Regions from separate parts of the Mus musculus genome. Here all the other regions are linked to region 3. Evidence: chromatin contacts called from public Hi-C and HiChIP or PLAC-seq data. All regions are on one chromosome and are shown on one strand. Each heading gives the region's core, a stretch centred on a gene start, on an enhancer-like site or on the middle of the called end of the contact. The rest is flanking DNA. Distances are from core to core; before and after follow the strand shown. Region 1 overlaps Daam1 (dishevelled associated activator of morphogenesis 1). Region 2 overlaps Daam1 (dishevelled associated activator of morphogenesis 1). Region 3 overlaps Daam1 (dishevelled associated activator of morphogenesis 1).

Region 1 (4,379 bases), core at 1,338-3,837, 110 kb before region 3:
AAGCAAGCTGTACAGCGAGGGAAAGAAGAACGGGGATCGGGACACAGCCCTGCACGGGAGAACACTTGAAACCGTGCATCCACAGAGAGCCATGGCAGACTCGAAGAAAAACATCATTAACATTTTGAAAATTAAATCGAATGTTTAAATGGCAGCTTGATAAGTTGTTCTACTGGAATTGTGAGGTTTTCACCCAGGACAAGTCCAGCTGCAGGTCTATCTTGCTCTGGGTCTGTTGTCACCATCAAACAAAGACAGAGGGGCAATCTATGAGAAGGTGGCCTTGCCACTCAGGACACGAGATAACCCTTTCCATACTTTCAGAGCTGACTCAGCACACAGTGGCCGTGTTCAGCCTTTAGTCATGGTTGCTGCTACCCACGACTGATCTTCTGGGGACCTGGCTCTGGTAAGCACAGACCTTAAACCTGATCACCTAAACTTAGACTGTCCCAAGTACGAGGGAGTGGAAGGAAGAATAGCCAGCCTTAAAGCACTTTGAGACGGTCACCACAAAGCTCAGAAACCTTCAAGCCTTAAGTGGTCAGGGTGAGAGACAGATAACAAGCTTTGGAACATGCACTGCTTAGACACACATAATACAGGCAGAGTGGCTCCACTCTGGAGAAACACTCCAGAACAAGTCACACTGTAGCCTGGCTGCTTGGACAGAGCTAATATGTTTTCTACTCAGGGACACTGATGTGGCTGCCCCTAAGTTGTGACTTACTGCCATTTAAGACACAAGATGCCACATATGAATAGAGGCATGACTTAGCTCTAAAATAACTCGCTTACCATAGGACAGGTATGACTGCTTAGAACAGGTGGCTGTGCTGGAATTAATGGTGGCTTTTGTGCTTGTGGAAACGATGAGCCAAGATGCAAATTTAGTAATTAATAGTTTGCAGCGTGATTTTTTGATCTCAGACTGCTTGTGAGATTTCCAGCACTCCCGAGAAATACTTCTTCCCGCCAGGCTCAAGCAGAGTTTTTTGAGCTGTTAAGACCAGCACTGCCCTGAAGCCGAGGGACAGAGTCTGAGCTGGCGACCCCAGGCCCTTAGTAGACTTTGCTTTAGGATTTCATCTGACTTTTATTTATGAAAGAGAGACAGTGGGGGAGGGAGAGAGAGCACATGATTGGCATGTGACGTGGATGCCTTTACACACCAGATAAGGGTGTTGGATCTCCTTGAGCTGGAGTTGCAGGTATTGTGAGGCACTTGGTCACTCTACATGGGTACTGGAAATGAACTTGGGTCCTCTAGAAGAGCATCAAGTGCTCTTAACCCCTGAGCTATTGCTCCACATTTGACAACCTGTGACATTCCTTCTCAACTATCTTTCTGAGGAACAATGAGAGAATAAGAGTCCTTTAAAGCAGTGCAATTCAGAGATGAGAAAATTATCTACTAGCAACAGGAGGGTTTCCCAGAATCCTTTTTGGCTGCTGATAATCTGCTACTACTTGGGCTCTGACAGCTGTCTGGCGGCTGGCTCACCTGTTCTAACATGTCCTTGGGCAGATCCTCCTGTTCATCCATTGTTAGAATTGCCCGCTTGATTTCATCATTGGATAATTTCAACCTGGAGAAGGCATATTTTATTTTGTTAATAACACTGTCATGATTATTACAATTTAATACAAGATGACTCACTCCACTACACCAGCTGCTGATTTTCAAGTATGGTTTTTCTCAAAATCTCGGCAAAAGCTTATTTCCTGACAACACAGGAAACTAAAAATAGGATTTTGAAACGGCTTCGACATTCTTTCCCGGCTCTGTAATGTTCTGCTGACATGGGGACGAGCTGCCATGTTCTATCATTAGTTTTGTCAAGGAAAGTTAGAGATGAGGAAAGCAGGTTCAGTGGTCTCCTCAGACCCAACACCCACAAACTGTGGGTGAGAGGAGAGAACTCAACCCCTGACCTCACTGTATGTCAGAGGAATTCCGGGCACGCTGCAAAAATAGTTTTTGACAAGCTTAGAAACCATACTGGCGAGTGAAGAGTTAAATGCATTAATATACAAAGAGAAATACACGGTTACTTCCTAGGTCAGGTATTTTCATATATTTCATCTCTTCTCATCTTATTTCATTTCTATTTGAGGATAGAAAAGGAGAGACACTGCTGTTTGAGTAGGAGCTTTCCCACTCTCTCTCACTGCTTACTGGTTCACGCAGGAGATGCAGCCGCATGCAGAGTGGCTAGTTTAAGTAGGAAAGGATCTTTACCCGCCTACTGCCTTGGAACCCTCTATGCGTTCACTGAGTCTTGCAGCTTGTTTGGGACATAGGTTGAGTGTGCGCTTTCTATCGTAAGAGTCTTGCTGTTGTTGCCCAACCCGCCCAAAGCTATAGTCACCATGGAGACAAGGATACATGTCCTGATCCTTTTTCAAGGGTCTGGTGCTCTCACACGTGGAGATGAAGGCTGGGGGAAATAGTGTGGGTAGGAATGCCTTGGGAAGTGACAATAACCACACTCAGTAAATGCCAAACTGTCCACTAGACAAGGGCAATCCACCTTACCCTGCCGCTGGGCTGTGGTGCCACATTCACCCTGTGCTGGGCAGAGACAGGCTGGCCCTGGCAGACTCCACCAGGCGGTTTCAACCCCGGGACAATCACTGCTTCTCAAACATGTGCAGCAGAGCACGGCAGGAAACCCACACATTAAGTGGAAAAATTGAGCTAAGTTGGTCTGGGTGGAGAATACAACAGAAGAATACAGGAGGTCCATAAGCACCAGGTCTCCATTGTCAAGGTTAGCCCTGGATTTTAGGACATTACAGCCTCTTAGGTCAGTTAAAGGGCCAGTACCATAGTGTGGCCACAGAGGGCAAAGGAAGGGACAGTAACTTGAGAAGAAAATTGCCTCTAATAAAACCCAACAGGTGAGGAAGCCTCTACAGTCACCACCAAAAGAGCCTCGCTTATGACTTCATTACTTTATCACTGGATGCGTGCATCGGCGTGTGCCACAGCACGTATGTGAAGTCAGAGGACAATTTCAGGGATGGCTCTCTCCTTCATCGTGTGGCCCCTTGGGACGGAATGCTAGTTCTCAGGCTTGGCAGCACCCACTGAGCTATCCCACAGGACCCCAAGTTCTGCTCCTACGAGGAAACTAAATGAGCTCTGCGTCTTTTCACACCAGGCTGAGGAAATTGTTTTGAGCCTTTCTGCTCTGCATTTAAAAGTAAAGGGTTGAGAATCAGAGTGAGAACACTATTCAAAGCACTGGGCTTGAATTTCACTAGCTACCCAGATGGAGTTTGAAGCTGCTTGCCTTTGAAATTGTATATATTTATGCTCTTCAATTTCCAGCGGCTGTCTGAACTAAACTTCCTCTTAATGTGGCCCACAAAGAGACAGGAGACTTTAATGAAAAGTCCTTAAGAAAATTTACCCAGTCAATGGAACACCACACATGGATCAGACAAAGAAACCCTACCTCCTAAGTAAGGCTAGGAGAGTACCCCGCCCCCCCCCCCAGGACTCATTTGTCACCCTCAGAATGAGCCTTTAATCTCTTTAATTTAAGGACCCCACTGATTCTAGCCTGCTCATTGCTCTTACAGCTTGGCAGTGCTCTTGGTGACAACTCTTGAGGCGTCTGCTTCCACTGCCCTTTCTTGGCAGGAAATGAACCAGCCACCTTAAAATAGTATCTAACTCCAGGTTGCTCTACTTGGGTATTTAAAAACTTTGCCCAGAGAATCAGAACCTTCAGGGACAATTAGAACAAGCTAGGGACAGAAGGCTAGATGAGCCTTGGCTCCGCTTTGCCAGATCCTCCTACTTAATAAAGGGGCTTTTCGTGGTTTACAACACCCAGGTTGCCATGTCAAGAGAGGAACTGGGAAAAAGGAACAGCTGTATTCGGGAAGCGGTCATTCTATAATACAGACCCATGTGAGTGAGTGGTGAGTCAGTCTGTCTCTCTCTCTCTCTCTCTCTCTCTCTCTCTCTCTCTCTCTCTCTCTCTCTCTCTCTCCTGGTGTGGGTGGGGAGGCCTGCTTTGGTGATTAAATACATGTCATCCATATACAGACAGTAGAGAAGTTGCTTATGCTACTGAGGGACTACTATAATAAAAAGCAATTAAATTGGGTTTTAATACATAAACACATAGGAGGGAAGTTCTTAATAGCTCCTTATTCTGAGGTATGCCATGGCCAATCCGTTCTCCTCACACATGTGATAGGCAGGGCACTGCTGTTCCTCCACTAAACAACTTCTCTTCCTTCTGCTCTTAAGAGCTTCAGGTGATCTCGGTCACGTAAGCTGTAAACACACACTTACCAAGCATAACACGGCAGTCACCTGCTTTGGGCTCTAAGCCAGGTGGTAGCAGGTCCCCCTTACC
Region 2 (4,603 bases), core at 1,599-4,098, 69 kb before region 3:
GAGTGTGCCAGGCAGTGGTGGCACACGCCTTTAATCCCAGCACTTGGGAGGCAGAGGCAGGCGGATTTCTGAGTTCGAGGCCAGCCTGGTCTACAGAGTGAGTTCCAGGACAGCCAGGGCTACACAGAGAAACCCTGTCTTGAAAAACAAACCAAAAAAAAAAAAAAAAAGAAGGAAAGCAAAGGAAAAAAGGAAAGGAAAAAGGGAAAGGAAAGGAAATAGAGTGTGTGTCTGCTAAAAAGACCTGAAACCCAAACCCACCTCAGCTAGATGTGTCTCACAACCCAGGTGACCTTGAGCCAAAACAGCTGGCGCATCTGTGGATGGAGTTCACTGACACGCCTAACCTGGACCTCCCTGTCAGCTGTAGTCTCTGTTGGAGACACAGCAAGCTCAGCCAGGAGGCACGCTGTGCTTGGCTTCCACAATCTCGCACACCTTTGTGCTGAGAGAGGTATTCCTGTAACCAGGACTTTCCATTAAGAGAGCACCCCGATATAATGGGTCACCCAAGGAGAAGACACTGCCATGTACACACAGCGGCTGTCTGATGCCCAAGGAGTTACTGCTATACTGCTGGCTTCAGTTTTTTAGTTTCAGCAGCCCATCCATCCATCCATCCATCCATCCATCCATCCAAACATTCATGCATTGGGCCTTGGAAGAGTGATTTCTAGGAGGAGCTTTTAATTTTAGGCTTAGACCTTATCTCTAAAAATCCCTCCCTTTTTCCCTCTTTCTGTAACCCAGGCTGGTCTCAACTGTAGGACTGTAGAGTGATCCTCCTGATTCAGATTTCTAAGTGCTGAGGTTATAGCTATGAGCCACCATTACTCGCCCTACAAACACGCACGCGAGCGCACGCGCACACGCACGCACACGCACACACACACACACACACACACCACTGTCTCTAGGCAGATACTTCCAAGTGAGTCTGCTTAGGTGATCAAAGAAATATAGTTCAAAACTGTTTTCAAAAGCCGGGCGTGGTGGCACATGCCTTTAATCCCAGCACTCGGAGGCAGAGGCAGGCGGATTTTTGAGTTCAAGGCCAGCCTGGTCTACAGAGTGAGTTCCAGGACAGCCAGGGCTGTACAGAGAAACCCTGTCTCGAAAAACAAAACAAACAAACAAACAAAAAACTATTTTCAAGCAGTAACAAGCAGTAACAAGAAGGAAAATGGCTGTTTACAGGGCCACCTGAGTGGGCAGCAAGGGACACAGATGAGGGTCACGGGTATAGCAGTGGCTTTGAAGTTGGGCAGGATTACACTCTTGTGATTTAAAAACATTCAGAAAGCCTGATGAGTTTTAAGAATGGCTCTTGGCTATAATTTACCACATTAATAAAAGAGCTAGAGTGGCAGAATAAATGCTGAACCCAGCTCTCCTCTTAGAAGGAGCACTAAAATTAGCAAAAGCCTGCTGCTACTAACGTATTTAACAAGCCAAAACCCTCAGTGATAGTCAATGGTATTTGAACCTATAAAATGAAATAGAAGGTGCCAGATCTTTCTATTCTCCCCAAATCAGGGCAAATTTCCAAAGCAAACAAAACCAAGTCCTATGTCCAAGGTTCCACAAAAGCCTATCTGTTGTAAGCTCCACAGTCCTGGATACAAAACAGGGATTATTTTAGAAACTGAAGACTAGTGCATAGAAGGAAGACTTTGTACTTTGAAATGTTTGAATAATACTAACAGTTAAGAGTAGACATTGTAGTCAAATGGGGCTCCTTTCACTTCTGGTGCCTCGGTGCTGAGAAAATTACAAGTGCCACATGTATGAATGCACTGGTTGATACTGCTCTGGGAGTAGTAGGCAGGGGGATTCTTGGCGCTCTTCCCTTTGGCAATGCACCTCTGACTGCCTGTGCAGTCCTGGTCCTTACACACAGAAGGATGCAGCAGTCGCCGGATGGAATGCAAGACTGAGTCTGTGCTCTAGCGTGAGTGAATGTTAAAGTTCTCACTGAGGAGTCAGAAAGCAAGCAAGCAGCTCTTCTGGGTGGGAGTTGGAGGGAAGAGGGTGAACATCCTATAAAAAACCCAGGCCACTGAGACATGCCAAGGAGAAGACACTTCTAAGTTGTATAGTCTTCCTGACAGCATGTGTGTCCCTGCTAAAGAGAAAGTATGTCCTGTGCCTCTGACATTATCCTCTGGGCCACCTATCTCAGCTCTAGTTCCTTCTTCTAAAGAAGAAGCAGGGAAGGTCAAGGCTGTTTAGCTGCAGCATGCGGGACGGAACCAACAGCAACACTGAGCACATCAAGCACTCAACTAAACCTATTTTCGCTGCCTTCTTCTCCAATCCTGTTACAACATTTCTCTAAGCAAGAATATTAACTTACTATATTGTCTGTGAAAAAGAGAGGTGTTTTGTTTTGTTTTGTTCTGTTTTGTTTTGTTTTTCTCTTAAGATGTAGTGAGGTATGATAGATCAAATTTATAACCCTAGCACTTGGGAGACTGAAGCAAGTAGATCATAAGTTTGAAGCCAATCTGGGCACGGTAGCAAGATCTATCTAGAAAACAAAATAAGGTCCCCAAGACAAGTCATAGTTCATGACACTGAGAAGTTGCCCTAAGTAAATACAAATCCTGGATTCATATTAGATGTTCTTTTTAGTCTACTCAAAGAAAGGACAATTCACATTAAAATCTACTTTTGTGTCCTAGTCAGCTTCAAATGTCAACTTGACACAATCTAGAAATAATCGCCATAGAACCTCAGTTGAGGACTTCCTTAGATCTACCTGGCCTGTGGAACATCTCTGGGGGACTGCCTTGGCTGTTTACTGATTGAGGATGACTCTGGCCACTGTGGGTAGTGCATTTCCTGAGCACGTGGTCCTAGGCTGTACAAGGAAACAGCTGAGAATGTGCCAACAGGCAGCACTCTTCTGGGTTTCCTGCTTACCTCTGTGTGACGACTAACATTATATTTTAAGTTTAAATTACTGTGTTTAAGAGATCTATAAAACAAGAAGGCATGTAACCTATAAACCCCATGTGCACAGGGACTGACAATGTCCTGGAATTCTGGGGCTGCTGTGCATGGAAGATAACCAACCTTGTGCCTTTACTTCTGTGTACAAGCTCAGTTGCCCTCAATCGCACAGGGTGTGTCTGCTTGATTACACGTAGGCAGGAAGTATGCAGCCTCGTGGGTTTTTTTCTTTATAAGCTCCTAAGTAATATATATAATTCAGTACCATACTCTGATGAGCACCTCCAGTCTCTGGTATGGTATTGGCCAGTATCCACGGTCCTAGCCAGCACTTAGTAAATCCTTTTATTTATTAATATTTATTCATGGTCATGGAGAATATTTGAGAAACTCCAGACCCATATGCCTCTTTGCCTGTGAAGTGAGTTACTTGGCCAGAGGTGACGCTCTGTGGATAGTGAGCAGGCCTCCCTACACGTTCCTGCCTTGACTACCCCTCATTGATTGATTTAGTCTATAAATTGAAATGAGTCCTCCCCAAAATTGTATTGTGACACAATGGCAGAATGAAAATAGGACCTTGGCTGCCTCTTGAAAATGCCACACACACACTTTAGTTTATGGGAATTATCTTTAGAAGTTCTGCTAAATAATTAGAACAGAAACAAGTGTCTGAATTTATTAAATTCTCTAGTTTTTTTTTTTTTTTGAGAATATATATCTATGCTACTGATTTTTAGATGGTATGATGGGTAGGCCACTAATCCAGCCATCTTAAGATGTAATTCTATAGACTTCTTTTTTACTGACTCAGGTGACAGTTTGGGTAAGTGTGAATATATCTGGGGTTGTTTTCCTTTTCTCAAAAACAGGAGAATGTTTCTGACGTTCCTACAAGCTCTAAGAGTCCAACAGTGAGACATCACTGGGGCACAACCTCTACTGTACTTAATTCCGAGACTCAACTTCTAACGTCAATAACTTGTAAAAATTTACATTGTCCAGTGATTCAGTGGCAGAACTATTCATTGTCAACCGTCAGCCCAACTGTCACTCAGTAGCCACCCACGTCTGTGCTGTCTTGTCATTTAATACAATCCCTCCTGTTTGTTAGAGGCCTTCAGAGATAGATAGCAGGACACTGATGATGGCTGAGACTTCCTGCTGGACAGAGCTCACCTTTGACACTTTGCCTTTAACTCCAGCCTGAAATGACTTGTTTAACCTCTTTTCCTTATTACCCTAAGTGTGTGTGTGTGTGAGTGTGTGTGTGAGTGTGTGTGTGTGTGTGTGTGTGTGTGTGTGTGTGTGTGTGTGTGTGTAAAATCCAGATACCTTAGGGGGTGAAGATACCCTTTCTAAGCTCATGTCGTCTCCAAATGGAACATTTTCATTAAAATCTCAGGTCAGTGTCAAGGATTCTTCCTCTAGTCTTTTTAAATGCACAAGTGTCTGTGTCTTTCTCAACATCACTTTGCCCAGGAGGGTCATTTGGCATTGCTTCTTAGTCTCACTCCCTCTGCGATAAGCACACAGTTACAACTCAGACTTGTCCCTCACCAGCGCCTCCAACTTGACTGTGTTCTAGGCATGGAGGTGAAACACCCATCACTTGCTCACTGTGAGGTTTGCTGTGTGTCTTTAGTTT
Region 3 (4,616 bases), core at 1,189-3,688:
TTTAAATAAGAAATATGGGTGCCACATGGTGGAAGAAAAAACCGGAGGCAGAGGGAAATGAAGATCCCCAAAGTAAAAAAGGTCTCCTTCCAGGACCCTACCCCACCCCCACCCCTGGCCCCGGCCTCAGTTACATCACTCACCACTCACCTTCTAGAAACATGCTAATTAATTTGTCTTAACCTCAGCATCATTTTTCAAAAGATCTGGTCTGCAAAAGATCCATCAGCAGCCAAGTAGACAGCTGCTCAACAAGGAAAACTTAATTCAGACACCAAGAATGGTAGACAGAATGCCCCCACCACCCCATGCCACAGAATAATGCTTCTTAAATTCTAATCTCTCTGAAATCTCCACTGAATTTTTGTTAAATCTGTTTTAAGTGTTTAACTTGTAAAAGTAGAAAGAAACCCAAGCCCAAGAAATGATTCCATGTTACACTCCAGGTAACACATCATGGCCTCTCTAGCAAGATGATGCTTGGTGACAGGGCCTCTAAGCTGAGTGGGTTTTCCCTCCCAGAAACGCTTGTCTGTGTGTTAGCCCAGTCACTCTTGCAGCTGACACAGGCTATCAGCAGCAGTTTGTCTTCCTATGGTCACAGAAACTCACCTCTCAGCACTCGGGAAGGACCTTTCCCCAACACCTGTTCTCAGGAAAGGACTGTGAAGTGACGGATTTGCCCTGTGGTTGGTTTCATCTATGGCAAACTTGAAATCTATTTCCAGGGTCAAACAGTTAATCAACACAGGACCTCAAATTTAAAAAACAAGGACAGTGTATTGCTTAGGTTGACTGGTATTATATTTATCTGCCCATATTATTATTCCATTACCTCAAACATTCTACTATTAGCATGGGGGTGGTAGACAGGAATCTATTTTTCATTCAATTCAATTGCTAATTATAGGTTGAAAAACATTCAGGGTAGTTGATGGGGATGGAAGCCACTGCCCAGAGTCACACATCACCAAAGGGTCTCTGGGGGCTTGCTAAAAAGAAAATCAGACCCACAACATGGAGCTGAGCCTCTTTCTGCCTCATTTCAACCAACGAGTATAATTAGGTAAGGTTACATACTTCCTACCAAGTTTTTAGGACTGAGACTACACATCTCTTGGTAAACAAATGGAGAAATGTTTCTATGAGATTGACTTTCAAAGAAATAATGACTCCAAGAGCCAGGATTCAAGTATATGTGGGACTTTTTTTTTTCATTGTGTTCTTGGTTTTTGTCCCCTGACCATCCCTGAAAACAGCAGTGTGGAAGGCATGTTTTCAATCAGGGTTTTATAAACTCATAAAGACTGCACTATGAAGTTAGATGACTAAATAGCCATCACGTGTGTTGGATTATACAGGAAGGAACTTAAGGTAGAAGAGGGCTTCTTAAACTTTCTCCATTTGTGACTGCATTTCACTAAATAACATTTTGTGTGACTCCAAGTATACAGGGACATAAGATAAGTATACAGACCAAACATTTCCTAATGGTAAATTACAAAGAAATTTATTTCAAAGTAGTTCTTTGGTACATATAATTTTTACCATTTATGACAGACATTTGCATACCAATGAAACAGAGCTAATCAACAGGTAATCAACACATCAGCCTGCATGCCTCTAAGTATAACAGAAAACACACCATTAAACCATCATCAAGAGTGAATTTGGTAAACACTATACCATCGCCCACCTGCTGGGACCAAAACACTCAGAAACACACTGAGAGAAATCTTCACTGTCAGCCTAGTAAATGTTTTGATACAACTGTGAGAGGCCACTGTTAGGGTTGAACTCCCACAGGCTTCAACAGCCTAGACCACACCAAAATGGAGTCATTCCTGCTAACTACCACATAATCAATTTAAGCTTTCAGGAAGCAGATAAATCCCCAAACAGACCAGTTTTTCCAGAAAGCAGGAGTCTGCGTGAATCAAGGACATCCCCTCTTGCTTTACAAAACAGGAAGCTGGAACGAGCTGATGTCAATCAGTCTGTTTCCAATTGTTTTGTCGCCTCACTCCTAAAGCCTCTGCTAGGCTATTACCAAAGAGCTCTCATTCTATTGTGTAGATGGAGATTGCCCAATTTATGAGTGGCTTAGAGGGGAAAAAGCAATTAGATCTATAACTAAATTTGTTGTGATTTTATAATTTGACACTTCAGTACTTACTGGCTAATTGGCACTACAAATATTTACTATTTCATGCTCATAAGAAAGGTTACTTTTCTGGTATTTTGAAAGCAAGCTTTTTTTTTCCTTTTTGAGGTAAAAGGGGATAGTCCGTTCTGCCAATGAACTGGCACTAGGAACCAGGAGAAACATATTACTGAAACCAGAGGCAAATCCAAACTAAACTAACCTTCTGACCTCCAAACATGCTCAACACAGGGATGTCCAACACAGCTGGCGGGGCTGGCGCAGGGTTTACTCTCAGATGACAACTGATGTGCATGGCATGTGATGTGCTGACTTGCGGGTGACTGTGGTACATACAGAGCAGAGTAAGGAAACCCATCAAGCATGGTGCACACACATGACCTTCCCCCCCCCCCCAGGGGAAATTTCTGAGTACTGAAACCCAAAATAGGAGTGGATCTAAAAATAGCCCCTCTGCTTCTACAGAGGTGTTTTCCTCTCGGCGTTCGTTCCAAATGTGTGGGAAGACAAAACGGCCTGGGTTAAGTGGATTTCCAGATTTCAGCAACAGCCACGTGATGCTTGGAACCCTCTTCAGCCAATAGCAGAAATACAATTTCCTCTTCCAGTTAGGTTTTTTTTTTTTTTTCCTTGTAAGCTTAGAAGGCGGACAGCACAAAACTGGGCAGGAGCACATAGAGCTAAGTTTTCTGAGACGCTCTCATTACTTCCTGTTGAAAATCTCAAAGTCTAACTCAGACTGAGGAAGACCATTAGATCTTGGGATTTTTGTCATTGACAAAATAGTGATTTTTTTTTTTCCTGAAGAAAGATGAGTAGAATTGACAGAGCACTTACTTTCCCTACCATGCCACACGTGTGCAGGACTTGAGTATCACTGCTAAGGTTCCTTCTGTTCCTAGTCCATTAAATGTGACACTGTAAGAAAAGACTACTTGTGGGAAGGAACACACATGCTATCGTTTCTTTAGGAAAGGTAATCTATTAACTACTTCATTCTATGTTCTAAGCCACCTCCAGCTGTATGGTAAACCTTCTCCCCAATGGCACATACAAAAACTTACTCCTTTTCTGTACTATTTCAAATCAAAGAACTACAATGATACCCCAGAAATCAAAGCAAGCAAACAAAACATGTCCCAAAGGATCTACAACTCTAAGGTATTTGGGCCTGGGCTAAGAAGGAACAACAGTCCTGCCTCGGCTGCCTCAGTAAGCGACTGAGGTAGCTCCACTCAGACAGCTGGCCTCTGGAGCAGGGAGGGCCACCTGTGCACAGGATGAAACCCAACATATACTGACTATGCATATGCCCTCTATCTGTCCAGCACTGACATAAATACAAGCCCCTTCACTCACCCCTCCCCTCAAGATGAAGTTTAGTGGAAGAGTTTTCAGTGCGAGCAGCTTCTGGGTGCTGGGGACACTCATTCTGAATGAGTGGGAGCTGGGGACCGTCCCGGTGAGGCATGAAGGGACTCCAGGCCTACATAGGAAGCCTTGCACCTCTCTGCATAGTATTTACCACAAGAGACAAACACTACAAGAATGATAGGTGTCAGAACAAACTGAACTTGCAATTCTCACTCCTAGTCCCTGGCCATCCCAAACGAGCCTGCAGGGCATCACAGACAGAGCTTGCGTTCCCACAGCCAGGTGTCTAGGTCGAAGTGTGCACAGTGACTGGAAGGCAGCCTGCACGGACGGCCTGGAAGGAGACCAGGACGGGGCTTCTCCCCTTCACCCTGAAAGCTTCCTTTCAGAAGCAAGTCATCTGACGGCGAAAGGACAACAAAGCGTGTCACACCTTTTGTATTAAAATCATTTTAATACAGAATCCTTTATCAAATGAAAACCCATTTCTGTACAGAGGGTCATCCTATGAAACAGTGACAAAATTTGTAAGTAACAAAAGCAGACGCTGAAGCAGAAACACAAGAAAATTACTTTAAAGATATATTGGCTGATTCTGGAGAGGTCAACGCTGTAATGCAAAATTGTGGTTGTCTTACTAGCAATCCTATAGACTTATTCTACATCACTAAAGTAGGAACTCCAAGGCTAGGAAGGTGGCTCAATCTATCTCATGTTGTTCACACAGACCCACAGCACCCATGTTGACACATGGTCTCCATGAATATACACATACCCACACAAACACATGTACACCACATACAAATACACATATGGGGACAGGGGTTACAAAATGAATCTGACCAAAACAAGGATCCACCGGCAAAACTGAACCATATCTGTGTAACCCCTGGGGAGGGGATGGGGGCATTTACCATGTACCTACGTAACCAGAGTTGAGCAGGACCAATCCTATGTAGCCTCCCAGTATCCTTTAAGATAATATAGGGATGCTAGTCGGTGCCACACCCATTCCCAAGTTTTGTTTTGTTTAGTCTCCCACCCCTCCCCCCAAGACAGGGTTTCTCTATGTAGTCCT

The links. Hi-C and Micro-C count contacts between places; a contact is called where the count stands out from the background. HiChIP or PLAC-seq counts read pairs in DNA pulled down with a chosen protein or histone mark.
Region 1: an H3K27ac HiChIP or PLAC-seq map of heart atrium shows a contact between it and region 3, with 8 read pairs. The contact joins two enhancer-like sites. A contact is called at or near these places in 1 of 484 Hi-C or Micro-C datasets (uterus), 3 of 115 datasets of contacts at active chromatin or transcription factors (embryonic stem cells, heart atrium and regulatory T cells) and 1 of 9 other capture datasets (embryonic stem cells).
Region 2: a Hi-C map of liver shows a contact between it and region 3, with 2.4 times the contacts expected there. The contact joins two enhancer-like sites. A contact is called at or near these places in 9 of 484 Hi-C or Micro-C datasets (CD4 T cells, the HL-1 cell line, brown adipocytes and 4 more), 4 of 115 datasets of contacts at active chromatin or transcription factors (embryonic stem cells, heart atrium, large pre-B cells and 1 more) and 1 of 9 other capture datasets (embryonic stem cells).

Annotation. Positions count from the first base shown.
Region 1 is chr12:71,968,304-71,972,682 of GRCm38.p6, reverse strand. It overlaps Daam1 (dishevelled associated activator of morphogenesis 1), which reads right to left. Exons shown (of 26, transcript NM_026102.3): 18 at 1,505-1,589. Among named protein-coding and RNA genes, the nearest start is that of Gm40440, 70 kb to the left of the region's middle. Within about 2 kb of position 2,587, at least 19 of the 459 cell types and tissues checked have an H3K27ac peak or open chromatin away from gene starts, as enhancers often do. A contact at or near this core is called in heart atrium, where this site is marked.
Region 2 is chr12:71,931,431-71,936,033 of GRCm38.p6, reverse strand. The region is part of intron 3 of Daam1 (dishevelled associated activator of morphogenesis 1); the gene reads right to left. Among named protein-coding and RNA genes, the nearest start is that of Daam1, 100 kb to the right of the region's middle. Within about 2 kb of position 2,848, at least 121 of the 459 cell types and tissues checked have an H3K27ac peak or open chromatin away from gene starts, as enhancers often do. A contact at or near this core is called in liver, where this site is marked.
Region 3 is chr12:71,862,078-71,866,693 of GRCm38.p6, reverse strand. The region is part of intron 1 of Daam1 (dishevelled associated activator of morphogenesis 1); the gene reads right to left. Among named protein-coding and RNA genes, the nearest start is that of Daam1, 33 kb to the right of the region's middle. Within about 2 kb of position 2,438, at least 58 of the 459 cell types and tissues checked have an H3K27ac peak or open chromatin away from gene starts, as enhancers often do. A contact at or near this core is called in heart atrium and liver, where this site is marked.